Linked DNA regions of Sus scrofa: region 2 is linked to region 1. Evidence: chromatin contacts called from public HiChIP or PLAC-seq data. All regions are on one chromosome and are shown on one strand. The core of a region is the stretch at or near the end of the contact, and the rest is flanking DNA. Distances in the headings are between cores, read along the strand shown. Region 1 holds the start of SUFU (suppressor of fused homolog). Region 2 overlaps SUFU (suppressor of fused homolog).

Evidence for each region. HiChIP or PLAC-seq counts read pairs in DNA pulled down with a chosen protein or histone mark.
Region 2: a contact with region 1 is called in an H3K27ac HiChIP or PLAC-seq map of alveolar macrophages. The contact joins the enhancer-like site here to the promoter of SUFU in region 1. A contact is called at or near these places in 4 of 5 promoter capture datasets (fetal liver, fetal skeletal muscle, liver and 1 more), 8 of 47 Hi-C or Micro-C datasets (embryonic fibroblasts, fibroblasts, liver and 3 more) and 2 of 2 datasets of contacts at active chromatin or transcription factors (alveolar macrophages and skeletal muscle).

Annotation. Positions count from the first base shown.
Region 1 is chr14:113,498,225-113,502,816 of Sscrofa11.1, forward strand. It overlaps SUFU (suppressor of fused homolog), which reads left to right and starts at 1,777. Exons shown (of 14, transcript XM_021072750.1): 1 at 1,777-2,678; 2 at 2,681-2,798. The coding sequence starts at 2,618. It overlaps ACTR1A (alpha-centractin), which reads right to left and starts at 570. Exons shown (of 11, transcript XM_001928877.5): 1 at 390-570. The coding sequence starts at 437.
Region 2 is chr14:113,597,630-113,602,418 of Sscrofa11.1, forward strand. The region is part of intron 10 of SUFU (suppressor of fused homolog); the gene reads left to right. Among named protein-coding and RNA genes, the nearest start is that of TRIM8, 37 kb to the right of the region's middle. Within about 2 kb of position 3,257, at least 38 of the 83 cell types and tissues checked have an H3K27ac peak or open chromatin away from gene starts, as enhancers often do. A contact at or near this core is called in alveolar macrophages, fetal liver, liver and 3 more, where this site is marked.

The DNA of each region.
Region 1 (4,592 bases), core at 527-3,026:
AGAGGGCTGCCCTCATCCGGCAAGGCCCAGAGGCGGGGTCATTGGCCAAGATGGACAGCCAGAACAGCCTATAGAGTTATCGGAAGCTGGGACGGGGCGGACGCCGGGCTCTCACAGAGAGGTTAAGGCCCCTCTAGCCAGGGGCCCAAGGACCCGGCTCGGACTATAACCCTTCCCTTTATCCATCCCAGGGTTCTCCATCCCATGCTTGATGGCCGGCTGGCCCGCCCTGCCTGTGGATTACGGGTCGGGGGAGGAAGGAGGCGGCGGCGGCTGAACCCGCCTGACAGGCCGGGCCAGTGACAAAGAACCGGCGGCCCAGGCTGAAACCCGGGAAGCGATCCCTTCGAGGAGGAGAGCATAAGTCCCTCTAGGGGGATGCAACTCACGTTGTCGATCACGACAGGCTGGTTGGCGATCACATCGTAGGACTCCATGGCAGAGGAATCTCTCCTTCCGAGGAAGGAACTGCCAGACCGGTCTGCCGCTAACGCCACTGAAACGCATGCGCAGTCTGGCCTCCAGTACCGGACGGCCAGGGAGCGGCCCGACCTCGCTTTCGAAGAACTACAATACCCAGAAGGCTCTGCATTGTATTTAGCTGCTTCGGAGCCCCGCCTAGTGTAAGTGACACGGCATCGCGTTTCCGGCGCACGGTGTGTTGGGCTTTGTAGTCTCTATAGATTAAATAGAAAGGGACGCTGATTGCATTGCCTACCAGAATCTGTAGTCCATTGGGAGGGATTCCCAGTGCCTCCTGAAGTATGTAGTATTTGTCTGTAGTTCGGTTTGGATTGATCAGTAACTTGTGGATGTTTGGCTTTTACAGATCAGTCCTGCCACTCTCCACCACTTCCCCTGGACAACGTAAGGTTGCCATATTTTTATATGGGTCTATAAGACATTAACAAACATATATCATGGAGTTCCCATCGTGGCGCAGTGGTTAACGAATCCGACTAGGAACCATGAGGTTGCGGGTTCGATCCCTGCCCTTGCTCAGTGGGTTAACGATCCAGCGTTGCCGTGAGCTGTGGTGTAGGTCGCAGACGCGGCTCGGATCCCGCGTTGCTGTGGCTCTGGCGTAGGCCGGTGGCTACAGCTCTGATTGGACCCCTAGCCTGGGAACCTCCATATGCCGCGGGAGCGGCCCAAGAAATAGCAACAACAACAACAAAAAAAAAGCCAAAAAAAAAAAAAAAAAAAAAAAAAAAAACAAACATATATCACTATAGCACTCTAATAAAAGTAACTTCTAATACACACAAATACACAGGGAGGAACATATTCAGAGAATAGAGGAAAGTAGTTTAAATTACATAAAATTTGCTTTTGCGGTAAAAGAACATTTTTGTTGATTTTTGCATTTTTTTCCTGGATAGTTGTAATGCAACATGCTAACATTGATCTAAAGACTGGCATTTGGCGCTACTGGTATAGATGATATTTTGGCCATTAAAACGACGTTCATCTTCCAGCTTCAGGAACTGCTCTAGCATATCTTTAATTTTCATAAGGATTCACATTGATGAATGAGAAAATGGAAGCGAAAAGAGGTTCTATTTTTTTCTTCCTTTCTTTTTTTTTTTTTTGGTCTTTTCAGCGCCGCACTCGCGGCATGTGAACGTTCCCAGGCTGGGGGTTGAATTGGAGCTGTAGCTGCCAGCCTATTTCACAGCCACAGCAACCCAGGATCCGAGCCCAGTCTGTGATCTACGCCACAGCTCACGGCAACACCAGATCCTTAACCCACTGACCAAGGTCAGGGATCGAACCCGAGTCCTCATGGATACTAGTCGGGCTCGTTAACCAGTGAGCCACGACGGGAACTCCATCACTGCTTTCTAATTGAGCCCAGTGTCTAGAGTATTTCCTCCCGCCCTTCAAGTTGCAAGGACCCTTTAGTTAATAGTCCTGACCCTTTAGTCAGGATATTTAATCGATCCTAATTTATCTAAGTCCTGTTACTTTCTAGCAGAAATTCAAAATAGATATTTCAACATATGACCCTCGAGTTTGGCGGTGTTGGTGTCAATCTGGTCAATGGACATTCAAAGACGGTAGGAAACATTCAGATTTTTACTGTTAAAACTAATGCTACACGAACGAATGAATCAATCCATTGCCAGATTTGTTTAACAATCCTTCTTAGAGTGACCGCAGAACAATTACAAGCCCTTTACCCACGCACTTCCCAGCGCTTTGGTGCGACCCTAGCACCTCAGAAAGACGCGCCAGCATCTCTATTTAAACCTGAGTTCCTCCTAACACTAGGGGAGGCCAAGAGCTTCGGGACACCCCTTAAACAGGGAGAGGGAGGCGGGACCTATTGTCAAGTCACGCCTTTCCCACCTGTGACTGGCAAAGATACTAGCCAATGGATGTCGGAATAGGGCGCGCCGCCGCCCCGCCCCCCTGAGCGCCCCGCGGCCCCCGAGGCACCCTCTGGCCGTCGCTTGCCTGGGCGGACGGTGCGCCTTGCGCAGGCGCGGAGCTTAGACCTCGCTGCAGCCCCCATCGCCTCCGGGAGTCGCACCCAGGGAGTCCGCCTGCTGGCGCGTCAGCGCTCTCCCCGTCGTCTGCCCTCCCCGGTCCCCCCAGCGCCCTACGCGCCCCGATGGCGGAGTTGCGGCCTAGCGGTGCCCCCGGCCCCGCTGCGCCCCCGGCCCCTGGCCCTACTGCCCTCCGGCCTTCGCCTCTCTCTTCCCCCCGGGACTGCACGCCATCTACGGAGAGTGCCGCCGCCTTTACCCTGACCAGCCGAACCCGCTCCAGGTTACCGCTATCGTCAAGTACTGGTATGTCTTGGGCCGTGGGGAGATGGACAGGGGCGGGCTGGGAAGGGTTAAAGCGCCGAGGGCGAAGTAGTTTGCGGGGAAGAGGAGGGGGAAGGAGAATGGTTAAAGCACTTGGAAGGAGGGCTTCCTGCTGAGAGGGAAGAAGTTAAGGCTCAAGTTAGGAATGGGGACAAAGGGGTTAACGAAGCCTTTGGGTAGCGAAGGGTTAACGAGGGGGGTGGATGCAGGGTAAACTGGGATTAGGAGAATAGAGTGAATTGGGGTGTGGGTAGGAGCAGGGGGGCGCATACGACAGGAGAGAGGGAACTGTAAACGTGGTGAAAGGAGGGGGCGCCTGTAGGGGGTCATTAGAGGGCGAGGGGAAGCCCGGGCGGGGTGGGGGGCGGCTGAAGTGGGATGAGGGAGGCGAGGCGGGGCCTGGGGAGCATCTGAGAAGGCTTTGGAGCAGCGCGGCTGGAGGAGCTCAGAGGGCAGGAGACTGCATAGGGTAGGGGCGGGTGTGGGTCTGTGGCTTAGGAGGGGAGCAAGTTGTGAGCATTGCGCTTGCGAAGGGATGAGGAGGAGGTCTCCTTTTGATTCCTTCCCTATGAGCTCAGACATCATATCAGTGCAGTGCTTTAGCGTTTGAAGTTTGGCGGAGAAACTTTTCCTGATAAACTTTGTGCTTACTCTGCATAGTTCTCTTTCTCCATGCAGAGCTTCCTCTGGGTTCCGCAGCTGCTTTGCTTTAGGTCACTGGCTAGCACAGAGGCAGGCAGGGTCAAGGGAGATCCATGGTTTGGCTCAGAATCGAAGGAGCCTGCAGTAAATGGTGAAGAGCTGGGACTTGGACAGGGAGGATCCTGCAGTGGGATATTAAGAGGAGCTTTGTGGCCCCCCGCTTCAAGATTTAGGTAGTAGTTCCTCAGGGAAGCTGAGAGTAACCCTCAAGCAGCTCTGTTAAGACCAGACCTGTGTTCAGACGGGCTGCCCCTGGGATGGGAATGGTCTTTTCTCATTTAACATTCCTGTTTGCAACCTGTCTCTTCCTGCTGCCTCTGGGCAAAACAGGTGTTATGAGGACTCTGGAAAAGAGCCTGTCTTCCTGGTCTTTCTGGACCAAAAGTTGACTGAGAGTTGAATCTGTTCAGAACCACATTCATGCAGGCATTGTATTAGACGAGCCTGCCCCATCATTGAATCCTGAACAATGATTCAGGCAGCTGCTTGGGGTGTGGCCAAAGGAGAGGTAGACCCAAAGGGGGACGTGAATAGAGTGGATGTCTTTCCCTTTAGGATTGAGTCTTTCTCTTCTGCGACAACCTCTTACTTCCTCTGGAGATGGCAGAAGCTAGGCTGTGTAGAGTTGAGGCTAGCTACCTGTGCTGATAGGAGGATGTAAAGAGGCTGACAGTGTGAAGGGGCCTGGGAAGCAGCCACCTGCTCCGTAGGGAGAGCTGTGGGAATGCCTGCCTCTGTCTGGTAGCCAGGAGGTGGTGTGGTACAATTCTCTCTGGCAGGTACACTGTTCTTTGGTTGAGAGGAGATTTTGAAGAGAGCATCTGAGTGAAAAGCAGCTCTTGATAACTTAATCACCCATTCTCATTTTGCCTCTATATTTAAGTATGTATAATGTTCCATTCCCTTGGGATGTGTCATGAAAAAAGGGGACTTTATGCCATGCTGTTCGTTCAGGCTTCATTTAAGGAGAAATTCCTACTCAGACTTGGGCAACTGTTGGGTGACTGTGGAGGGTAGAGTTGTGTGTAAAAGGTATTGAGGAAGTTCCTTTGTGGTGCATTGGGTTAAGGATCT
Region 2 (4,789 bases), core at 2,007-4,506, 100 kb after region 1:
CAAGCACGACTGTAATATCTGTGCTGCCCACCCTGGGACCTGACCCTGTTTCAGATAAGCCGCATGGACTGCGACGGAGAAAGCCAACCCAAAATGTGCTGGCACCAGTGTTTGTTCCGGTCCCTGTGGGGGAGCGACCGGCACAGGCCCTGTTACATCTTCATGTGATTTCCTTTAGTCAGGCTTTCTGGGCTGGGACTCCCGCGTGGGTCTTCGTGGGTCTGAACCTGGTCGAGGAGGCTGTGGAGACAGACTGGAGGTCCAGAAGAGCCGAGGGAGAAGTTCCCGTCGTGGCACAGCGGAAGCGAATCCGACTAGAAACCATGAGGTTGCGGGTTCGATCCCTCGGATCCAGCGTTGCTGTGACTGTGGTTTAGGCCGGCAACTGTAGCTCCAATTCGACCCCTAGCCTGGGAACCTCCATATGCTGCGGGTGCAGCCCTAAGAGAGGAAAAAAAAAAAAAAAAATCCAGAAGAGCCGAGGGAGTCTGAGCATCAGCAGCGGGGCTCTGGCCTCCTGGGGGGAGTCGGAAACTTGCTCTTCCCCCCCTCGTTAGCCGCTAACGCTTAGCATGTGGCAACTTGTGGTACAGGTGCTCTGCACCGTGTTTACCTACTCCATCCTCACAGTCAATCTTCCTTTCTCAGATGAGGAAACTGACGTACAGAGAGGCTAATAAGGGACTTGGCCGAGGTGAGAAAAGAGTGGTACCCGGGGCAGGCAGTCAGCTCTTAACACAGTGTCATCTTCCTTACCCCACACTCAGGGACCGCGTGAGGGTCGCCCCAGATGGTGTCTCTGAGGTCCGATAACCTTCATGGGGGGACCTCCTCTAACGAGTCAGAGCAGGAATGGAGACCCCTCCCTTGACACCAGGACGAGGCTGAAGCCCCACACTGGAAGCCGTGGCTTGTATTTAACTCTAGGGTCTCGGTGCTTCCAAGCCCCAGAGATAACGAGACGTGTCATGATTGGCTCATTTATACCAGAAGGACTTTTTGACACAAAGCCTTGTTTTCTTCATATTCAGAAACAAAATCAAGCCTGTCTCTGGCCCCTCCACCACTTCAGGGCTAGGGGATTTCTTTCTTTTTTTCTGGAGGCCTTGCTTCCTGCTTCCCAGAAAGGCAGGCCCCTCTGGGTAACCTGCTCCGCTCCCCCTCGCCCTGCCGGCCCTCCTCCCACCGCCTTCCTGGAAGGGGAGTCCTTGGCCCTCTTTGGGGCTTCTTCCAGCGTTTCACAACCTCTGCATTCCAGGCATGAAATTTGTATCTAGCTTTTCCCAAGATGATCAGTTGAGAAAAGCCTCTTTCGGCTTGCTGGCGCCTCCCTTCCCACTGGCTGCCCGCGTGAGTTTGGGAAGCAACTCCTTTGTGCCACTGAGGGGAGCCCGGCTGAAGAACTATGCCTGCCAACTTTTGTAAGGACCTGGGTTGAAGGCGGAAAAGTCACTGGGCATCCTCTGCCTGAGGTTGCCTGGTTAGACATGGGCTGTTCTTTGCCAGCCATGGCCTTTGCTTGCCAGCCTTCCCACCTCGACCCGGGGGGTGTGGGTGGCCAGGTGCATGGTGTGGGGAGGTCTGCATGTCTATAAACTTGCTTTGATTCTGGGAGCCTGCCCAAGTGTACCAGGACCTCCTCTTCCTCCCTCTGCCAGCGACGCATTGCCTGAGGTCAGGGGACCCTTAAGGCGCTCTCTGGGTCCCAAACCTCCCCCCAAAGAGGGGTAAGGGCTCATGTGTGTGTGTACTCACGTGTTGGCGTGAAAGTTTCCTGGCTGCGTGGAAAGAATAGTTTAGTTGAGGCACCTTTAAAAAGCAAACTAAAGGAGTTCCCGTCGTGGCGCAGTGGTTAACGAATCCAGCTAGGAACCATGAGGTTGCGGGTTCGATCCCTGGCCTCGTTCAGTGGGTTAATGATCCGGCGTTGCTGTGAGCTGTGGTGTAGGTTGCAGACGAGGCTCGGATCCTGCGTTGCTGTGGCTCTGGCGTAGGCTGGCGGCCACAGCTCCGATTCGACCCCTAGCCTGAGAACCTCCATATGCCGAGGGAGCGGCCCAAGAAATGGCAAAAAGACAAAAAAAAAAAGCAAACTAAGGAGTTCCTCTGTGGCTCCGTGAGTTAAAGACCTGGCATTGTCACTGCTGCGGCTTGGGTTGCTGCTGTGGCATCGGTTCGATTCCTGGCCCAGGAACTTCTACATGCTGCAGGAGCAACCAAAAAGGGAAAAAAAAAAAAAAAAAAAAATGCAAACTAGCCATCATTGCTGAGCCAGTTTCTCATCTTTTGGAATTGCACCAGCAGCTTTTAAGGTTTTGTTTTGTTTCCCTGTTGCTTTAATTTTCTGGAAAATTAGGGTTCTGTAGCATGATTTCTCTTGTTGTGACATTTTCAGCTGCACCCTCCCCCCCACCATGCACACAACGCACGCACATATTTCTCTCCACTTTTATGAATGCCTCTGCTCCCATCTGTTTAACCTTTTGAATGAGGTGACTCTGTTGCCTCTTTTCCCATCTTGAATAGCTTGTGACCTGACCAGGGAGTCACCCTTTAGAGAAAATTGTGTTTTGTTTTGCTCAGCCTACGAGGCCCATGAAGATTAATTAGAAGAAGAAAATATCTCGTTTGCATCCAGTGCATTGGGTGAAGGAAGGTGAGTTTCCATCTGGGAAAACAGCTGGGCTCTTTCATGGCTTCCCGCACACAGGGCAGTCTCGGGTAACCCTGCTCTGAGGGCTCTGTCATGTCAGTGTGGTGACCTGCCCAGAGCTCACGACTGTCACACTGTCTCTCCTCACCACTCCCACTCTGAGGAAGCACCGTTGTTTTCCCTGGAGAGGAGACCCCAAAAGAAACAGCCCTGTTCTCAGGGGCCCAGCCAGACCCCCCAGGGTCAGTGGGAGGAAGGGCCCAGGCCTCTGTGATCCACACTTGGCTGGCTGCGTGCCCGTCTTTCTCAGAAATACCTGTTTGAAAGCGCAGGACGAGGGCCCCGCAGCAATGCTGCATGGCTGAATTTCTGTTTGCACCCCAGTCTCTGTCCACTTCCCCAAAGAGGTGAAGCCGCGGCCATTGTTAACACCCCAGCCTCAGAGTTCATGGCCAGCACGTTAACTTCTCAGTCCAAACTGCGCCTCTCTTCCTCGAGTTACACAATCAGGAGTATTTTTATCGCCCATCCTTGATCCTCAGTGTCACCCAACACTTCAGCAGTGAGTCACTTCTCCAGGGAAGGGAAAAGGAGGGCTCAAAGGTGAGAGCTGGAGAGAGGAAATGACTCACTGGCTCCAAAACAGAAAGCCCTGGGCTCCGGCCTGAGCAGGCTCCCTCGGGAAAGCAGAGGTCCTCAGCTCCCACCGTGTCAGACCACAGGCTGCGGCCGGAGCCCCCGGTGTCCGGGGAGTTGGTAGTTGATGAAGGAATGCACCAGCCTTCACACAAGTTTTACTCACTGTCTTTCTCACCCACACTCCAGTCTGTTCTCTCATGATGCTCCCTTCTTGGGATGTTCGCCACGCACATGCTGGTTTATCATTTGGTTTCTGGTGTTTGCCACTGACTTTGTAAGGCCTTTTACTCCTGTGTCAGAACTCAGGTCACCCAGCCTTGGGCTTAACAGTAACTGCGAAGGTAAACGGTGCCCTCACCCCACCCACACCCTGTCCCAGTCCTGCTGTTCAGGGGAAACTCGCAAGTGGTTCTTTCTCTGGAAAGTTCAGAGCTTTCGTCAGCAGCAGTCTGAAAGCAAAAGGGGTAATCTCCCAGGCTACAGGCAGAAGCCAGGGGTTGGGCTGGGCCCAGCAGGCCAAACCCACTTCACTCCTGAATAGTTGCCAACCCGGGTGCCCTGGTTCCTGCTCCCGGACGTCCCCAAGGAGAAGGCCCCAAGTTGTGTGGCCAGTGTGGACGTCATCGCTGTCACAGGACTGGGATTGTGGCTAAAAGAAGTCTCGGTGGTTGGACGCCTCTCCTTTCCACACTTGCTGCCATTGATAGAATGCGACCAACACCCTCAGGCTGGAATGGAAAAGTTCAGATTTTTCGATCTGTAGAGACCAAGATGGAGAGGAAACATGGAGACGGTCCTGTCAGTCTGTAAAGCGTGGGTGGGGTGAACAGGGGCATGCACTGTAAGCTGTGCAGTTCTAGAAATCCGGAGTCTATCTTGATACTGGAAGGAGACGGCTGTTAGGATATGTAAAAACTCACCTTAGACAGTGGGATGTGTAAATATAGAATGTGTTATGTAGACAGGCAGTTAAAAAAAGAAAGAGATGTAGATCAATTGCTGAATTATTGAGGTCTGCCTCTGAGCCATCCCATAAACCACCCCTCTGTGCTCCCAATACAGGAAGACTCCTGGGCCGGACAGGTTCTTGTGGCCAAGCAGGCAGTTTATTAAGTATTTCTGTGTGCCAACCCTATGTTGTGGGCTACTTTTGTCACCATTTTACAAACTAGAACATGGAGGCTTAGATAGATTGTATAACTTCCTTGGGTCAATGAGGCAAGATGAATAAGATTCAGAGCCCGAGTTCCCATTGCAGCTCAGTGGTAACAAACCCGACTAGTATCCATGAGGATGTGGGTTCCATCCTTGGCCCCAGTCAGTAGGTTAAGGATCTGACGTTGCCGTGAACTGTGGTATAAGTTGCAGACCAAAAAAAAAAAATTCAGAGCCAATTTTTTTTTTTTTTTTTTTTTTTTGGTCTTTTTAGGGCCACACCCATGGCATATGGAAGTTCCCAGGCTAGGGGTCTAATCAGAGCTGTAGCCACCGGCCTAG